Regions from separate parts of the Podarcis muralis genome. Here region 2 is linked to region 1. Evidence: chromatin contacts called from public Hi-C data. All regions are on one chromosome and are shown on one strand. Each heading gives the region's core, a stretch centred on a gene start, on an enhancer-like site or on the middle of the called end of the contact. The rest is flanking DNA. Distances are from core to core; before and after follow the strand shown.

Region 1 (3,584 bases), core at 250-2,749:
GGGAGAGGAAACACCCCCTAAAACCACACGGGGAAAGTAGGGGGCGGTAAGGCAACCCTTCTATTGCGCCAGCACGCTACGTACCGCGAGCTGCGCCCCGCCCTCCACGCGCCGGGCATCGGGGCCAGCTGGGCGGGCAGAGAGAAGCATGGCTTCCCAGGCAGGCTGCGTAGCGGCGGAAATTTCCACTGCGCCGCCCTGCACCGGAAGCGCCGCACTCCGCCTTCCATTGGCTCCCATCCCCAGCGACGATTTTAAAGCGATTGCGGACACGAAACCTCCACGCCCCCCAGTTGAAGTTGGCGAAGCTTGCTTAAGAGTAAGCAGGAAATCTGGCTGCACATTGCCACCCCAATCCTATTGAACATCATGATCCCCTGGATTGCCAAAAAAACCTACAAGAGCTTGGTTTGGGGGGTAGACATCTCGATGCATCCCTTCCACAGGCTGGCCCCATACTAAAGAGGCCAGGGCACCGACTCCTTCAACAGCTGCGTGCAGAAGAGGAAATAGGAGCAGGTGTAGCCTGCAGCACACGGCAACGCTAGCTGAAATTCCCTTCCTCTGCATCCAAGCAAAGGTGTGGAAGCCCCCGGCCTCTTTTGCATCCGATGACCGGACCCTTCCTTCTGCATCCCTCCCCGCTTCCAAAACCGCCCTCTCCCTCGGAAAGGGCTGGCGGCTGCTAACTTGCTCGTGCCACCCAGGATCGGTCCCACCCATCACCGGGCTTGCCCCCGTGCAAAATCTGCAAGTCCCCGCTCGCACCCCCGGCAAAGACAGCCTGCCCCAAAGGGGCAATTTACTCACAGGTCTGCGCCGCTGAGTTACCCCACCGCTGCTGCTGCAGGCGCCGCTCGCTCCCACGTTGCACGGTTCGCGGCCCGTGTGAGCGCGGCTTTGCGCCGCCCCTTTCCCCGATCCTGGACCAATGGGGACCTTCCCTCTAAACTCTCGATCTCGGCGAATCCGCATTGCTCCGCGTAATGCAACGCCTTTGGGCAAGGCGAAGTTGCAAGTGGTCGTTGTCTCCCTGCGCAGGCGAGATTTTGCGAGGCCGGCGATGCAGCGAGCAGCAGGGACGCCCGTGGGCGCTTTGCAGGAGAGATCTCCGAAAGCCGTGGCCTGCGCAATGCCGCTGCCCTCATGCTCCAGGAGCTTGCTTCCGGCACGAAAGCTGAGCCGGGGCACTCCGACCGGCTATCCGCGAACCCTTTTGTCGCACCAGGCTGCAGCCGGGGCGAGATCCGAGTGCCTCAGCGCACGTGCAGCCTGCACTTCCTGGATCAGCCGCTTGCGGCGCAGTGCACAGAAAGCAGCCACGCCCACCCGCACTTTAATACGCACCACCTGCTTCCAGCGCGCCTCATGTTTGTTTTACAAACTGTGGCACGATCCTGAGCACGTTTACCCAGGAGTAAGTCATCGACAGGAGGTTACATCCGTACAAGCATGCATACGATTGCGCTGTACACTGTTACTAAATAACCAGTGCCTACTAGGATAGCGTAAGTGCAACATCTTCTATTGATCATTGATCAAAGTAGTGCAGCCTGAGACACTTTGATCTGTTATAAAGGTAAAGGGACCCCTGACCATTAGGTCCAGTCGTGACCGACTCTGGGGTTGCGGCGCTCATCTCGCTTTATTGGCCGAGGGAGCCGACGTACAGGCTCCGGGTCATGTGGCCAGCATGACTAAGCCGCTTCTAGCAAACCAGAGCAGCGCACGGAAACGCCATTTACCTTCCCGCCGGAGCGGTACCTATTTATCTACTTGCACTTTGACGTGCTTTCGAACTGCTAGGTTGGCAGGAGCAGGGACCGAGCAACGGGAGCTCACCCCATCACGGGGATTCGAACCGCCGACCTTCTGATCGGCAAGCCCTAGGCTCTGTGGTTTAACCCACAGCGTCACCCACGTCCCTTTTTTGATCTGTTATTGCTGAGCCCTATCTGATGAGGGACTGCCTTGCCCATACAGTGGTACCCCAGGTTACATACGCTTCAGGTTACGGACTCTGCTAACCCAGAAATAGTACCTTGGGTTAAGAACTTTGCTTCAGGATGAGAACAGAAATAGCACGGCGGCAGCAGGAGACCCCATTAGCTAAAGTGGTACCCCAGGTTAAGAACAGTTTCAGGTTAAGAACAGACCTCCGGAACAAATTAAGTTCTTAACCCAAGGTACCACTGTATATCCCTGTTGGGTGCTGCTCAGATAAGCCACTGCAGAGAGCACCACATGCCCCAGAAGTGTGCTATTTTGTACTAGAAAGAGGGCTTTTAATGTTGCTGCTCCAGCCCTTTGGAATTGGTTACCAGCTGAGATCAGACAGATGCAGTGTCTTGATACTTATGCAGCTGTTGAGGATCTTTTTGTTCAAGAAGGCTTTCCCTGAATTGTGACCCAATCTAATTATGGAATACTATTTGTAAAATTAATAGAAATGGTTTAATGCTTTTTAAAAAAGAATTTTTATAGAGTTTGTATTATAGAGCACAAATCAAACAGGGAACCAGGCAGAGGGCCTTCTCTGTAGTGGCACCCGCCCTGTGGAATGCCCTCTGATCAGATGTCAAAGAAATAGACAACTCTCTGACGTTTAGAAGACATCTGAACGCAGCCCTGTTTAGGGAAGTTCTTAATGACTGATGTTTTAATGTATTTTTAATATTTGTTGGAAGCCACCCAGAGTAGCTGTGGAAACCCAGCCAGATGGGCGGGTTAAAATAAACAAACAAACAAAAATAAATAATATTAACAATGAAGGGTGGACTATGAATCTTTCATATAAGTAAAAATAATCCTTAACTCTCTGAACAACTCCAACTATTAGAGAATTTAAATTGATTGCATAGCTAAAAACTATTGTACCTGTATGTTTTAGTTTAACGGATTCAAGACAGGCAGTGTTCTCTGTTCAGTCTACACATCTTAAGGAAAATTCCCACTACCTTCAGATAATGGACACATCAATCCTCATAAACATTCATTTGAAACTAAATGCTGATTTCAGTGGATATTGCTGCTGAAACCTCACTGTTCCTGACTTTTAGCTTTATAATAGGTAACTCACAGAATTGAGGCAATGAAAAGCTTAGGTTTACTTGATCCATCTATATTATATGAATGTTCTCTGATTTTAAAAAAATGTGTACATCACTCTGTGCCAAAGAGCCATTGCTTGTTTTAGAATTCCAGGTTTTCAAGGTATGTAAATGTTACACAACTGCCCTGCAGGTAGATAATGGTAAGACTGCCAATCAAAAGGGGGGCAAGTATGAATCTCTGGTGTTGGTTCTTTGGATTCCAACGTAGCTGAAGTATTTTGAAATGTTTTATATGATAGCTCAGAACAAAAAATTAAAGTAAGTAGCAAGGGGAAACCTTGCTCACAAAATAAACTCACTAAACTTTTAAGGACAAGTTGTTTAGTTTCTAACGAAAGAACTAAACAAATCATTCATTCATTCATTCATCATCATCTCATATTTTAGCAGCTGCCCACCACTGAAATAAGAGTGTTCACTTTAACGTTACCTACACCCCAAAGGATTTTACTTCTGTAGAACTTCTAGGCA
Region 2 (3,129 bases), core at 191-2,690, 170 kb before region 1:
ATCAAAACAGCTTGTCAAAATTCTAAGTGGGGTAGGGGTCCTCACATTTTATTGAAATATCAGGTGCAATTGATAGCACACATTTTCTAATCACAAAGAAGAGCCTCTCTATCACAAAAGGGCATTTGTAATTTATAGCAGCCTTGAATAACTTACCCTGATCATCTTTCAAGTTATCTCCCTGTAGCTTCCATAAATAAAAGCAACAGGAAAGCCCTAAGATGCTTCCTTCCTGTGAGAAGGGAGCACAGTTCACTGGGAGCTCATTTCCCCAGGATAGGAATACCCAGAAATTCAAGTACTGTGCACAGCAATTATGGGCTACTTCAAAGGCAGCACTTGCTTGTTTTGTTCCTTGACTATGGGGGAAATGACACTCTCCCTATCCTGCAAAAGGTCATTCACTACACTGTAATGACTACAAAGCCAAGAGAATGACATGGGTCCCTTTCCTCCCTCCCCTCCATACATAAGAAACTGCTTGTAAGCTAAGCAGACCCAGCTAAACTCTGGCTTAGGCACTTTTCAGCAGTAACCTTTCCACTTCTTTAAAACAGATGCCCCCCACCCCAAACCTATTATTCCCCCTTTAATCCTAACCTCCCCCCAGGTCTAAAAGTTCTCCCCCAAGATCACAAATCTGGTTTCTTTGTAAAAGGATCCTCCCTCCAAAAACCTACAGGCCTCTCTCTTAAATCGTCTACCAAAAGTAACCCCACAAAAAAACCCACTTTCCTCATGGGCTTCTCCTTAAATAATAAAAAAAACAAAGGCGGCTTTATTCTACGCTCCTTCTCTGTGTCTACATGGCGTCATCTTCCACGGTGCACATTCCTCCTAATCTTAGCCCCTCTACTTGCGTCTGGCCCCCTGGACCCTCTTCTGCCTCCCTCCCCCCCGGGATATAAACCTTGGAGCGTAAGCGCCCCCTTCCTGAAAAAAATAAAATAAAGCCACGCATGTGCTCTCCCCCCAAGCTGTGCCCGTGGGCCCCGTCCAAGGCCCCCTTCGGGCAACCCGTCTCTCCCGCCAGGCTAAGGCTCTTCTCAGCAGGGCCGCCCTCACAACTCGGCGGAGGTTTATCCTCCTCCTCTCCCATCCTCCGCCTCACCTGAGGAGAAGGAAGAGGCCTCTGCCGCCGCCGCCTCCCGCAGCGCGCCTCAGGTAAGCGCGCCGCCCCTCGCTCTCCCGCCTCGCCGCCCCCGCGTCACTCCGCCGCCGCAGCTCCCGCTCTCGCCCCACCCGCCGGCGAGCGCCTTAGGCCCACCGGCTCCGACTTACCACAGGGTCCTCCTCCTCCCTGCCTGGGCCTCTCCTCGCGAGCGGGCCCCCCTCCTCCTCCTCCTCCCGCTGTCCCGAGTGGCGGCGGCCTCCTCCACCTCCCTTCTCCTCCTCCTCCTCCTCTTTCGCCTCAGCGATCGCTCCCACCGGAAACCTAACTCCCTCCGCCAATCGCCGCCCGGCGTGACGTCAATGGGCCTCGCTCTCACTCGCCGAGCCGTCACCCGGGCAACCTTAAAGGGGACGACGCGCTTGCTTTCCCGTCGACGCCCTCGCCTCCGAGGGGAGAGAACGCGCGCGCGCGCGCGGGCGAGGGAGAAGACAAGGAGGGAGGGGGAGGGGGGAGAAGAGCAGGCGCGCGCCAATACGTAAGCCTTCCCTCTACTTAAAACGTCCGCTGACGTCAGGGCGCTCGTTGAGAGGGAGACGTGCCCTCTTCCCTCTCTCCTCCTCTACACCCCGCAACTTTTCTCTCTCTCTCCTATGCGCGAAGTCGGAGGGAGGGAGATAGTGTAATAAATGAAACAGAGAAAGAAGAGGAGGAAGAAGAGGTAGAGGTGCATACCCTCCAATGTTTCCCCGATGAAAATCGGGACATCCTATTCCATCATCATCATCATAGAATCTTATAGAGTTGGAAGGGACCACGAGGGTCATCTAGCCCAACCCCCTGCAATGCAGGAATCTCAACTAAAGCATACGTGACAGAGGGCCATCCAACCTCTGTTTAAAAACCTCCAAGGAAGGGAGAGCCCACCGCCTCTCGTGGGAGTCTGTTACTGTCAGAAAGTTATTCCAGATGTTTTGTTCCAGCTGTAGGCCGCAGGTCGGGTCGTTCCCCACATCTGCTTATTTACATTCAGTAACTTGGGCTGGAATGTTATATAGACAGTGCTGGCATCCTACAAAGCAATAACCGAATGTACATATAAGACTCCAGCAAGCAAAATAAAAACCTTGTTCCACTCACCCACACGTTCGTATTCACACAGGGTTAGTGTTTACTACTGAGGAGCCAAGATCTCACCCCTAGCCATCAACCACCAGTTCCCAGCTCCTGCTTGTGAAGTGGTCAGACTCCCAACATGGGACGAGTGTTTGCTCCAGGCCCCAGGAATTGCTGCTACCAGGTATGCCTTCAGGAGCAGACATGCAATATTTGTTCAGGTAAGGGAGTGCAGGGGTGGGGAACCTGTGGTCCTCCAGAAGCTGCAAGCATGATCAATGGCTAGGGTTGATGGGAGTTGTAGTTCAGCAACCGCTGGCAGGCCACAAGTTCCCCTCACCTGCTGTATGGTATGACCACTAGACATTGAAAGAAGGGCTGTCTACACCTTTCTAAAGCCTTTATTTGTGGATAGAAGACTAAATAATAATAATAATAATAATAATAATAATAATAATAATAATAATAATAATAATAATAATAATTTATTATTTATACCCCGCCCATCTGGCTGGGCCCCCCCAGCCACTCTGGGCGACTTCCATAAAAACCACAAATACAGTAAAATATCACACGTTAAAAACTTCCCTGAACAGGGCTGCCTTAAGATGTCTTCTGAATGTCAGGTAGTTGTTTATCGCTTTGACATCTGCTGGAAGGGCGTTCCACAGGGCGGGTGCCACTACCGAGAAGGCCCTCTGCCTGGTTCCCTGTAGCTTTGCTTCTCGCAATGAGGGAACCGCCAGAAGGCCCTCGGCGCTGGACCTCAGCGTCCGGGCAGAATGATGGGGGTGGAGACACTCCTTCAGGTATACTGGACTGAGGCCGTTTAGGGCTTTAAAGGTCAGCACCAACACTTTGAATTGTGCTCGGAAACGTACTGGGAGCCAATGTAGGTCCTT

Evidence for each region. Hi-C and Micro-C count contacts between places; a contact is called where the count stands out from the background.
Region 2: a contact with region 1 is called in a Hi-C map of blood, with 4 times the contacts expected there. The contact joins the promoter of PRKAR1A here to the promoter of ARSG in region 1. A contact is called at or near these places in 2 of 3 Hi-C or Micro-C datasets (blood and tail).

The regions. Positions count from the first base shown.
Region 1 is chr2:24,331,884-24,335,467 of rPodMur119.hap1.1, reverse strand. It overlaps ARSG (arylsulfatase G), which reads right to left and starts at 1,499. Exons shown (of 16, transcript XM_077924036.1): 1 at 811-1,499. AMZ2 (archaelysin family metallopeptidase 2) reads right to left here. Exons shown (of 6, transcript XM_077924039.1): 6 at 3,106-3,584. The coding sequence ends at 3,561.
Region 2 is chr2:24,503,043-24,506,171 of rPodMur119.hap1.1, reverse strand. PRKAR1A (protein kinase cAMP-dependent type I regulatory subunit alpha) reads right to left here and starts at 1,440. Exons shown (of 12, transcript XM_028713474.2): 1 at 1,282-1,440.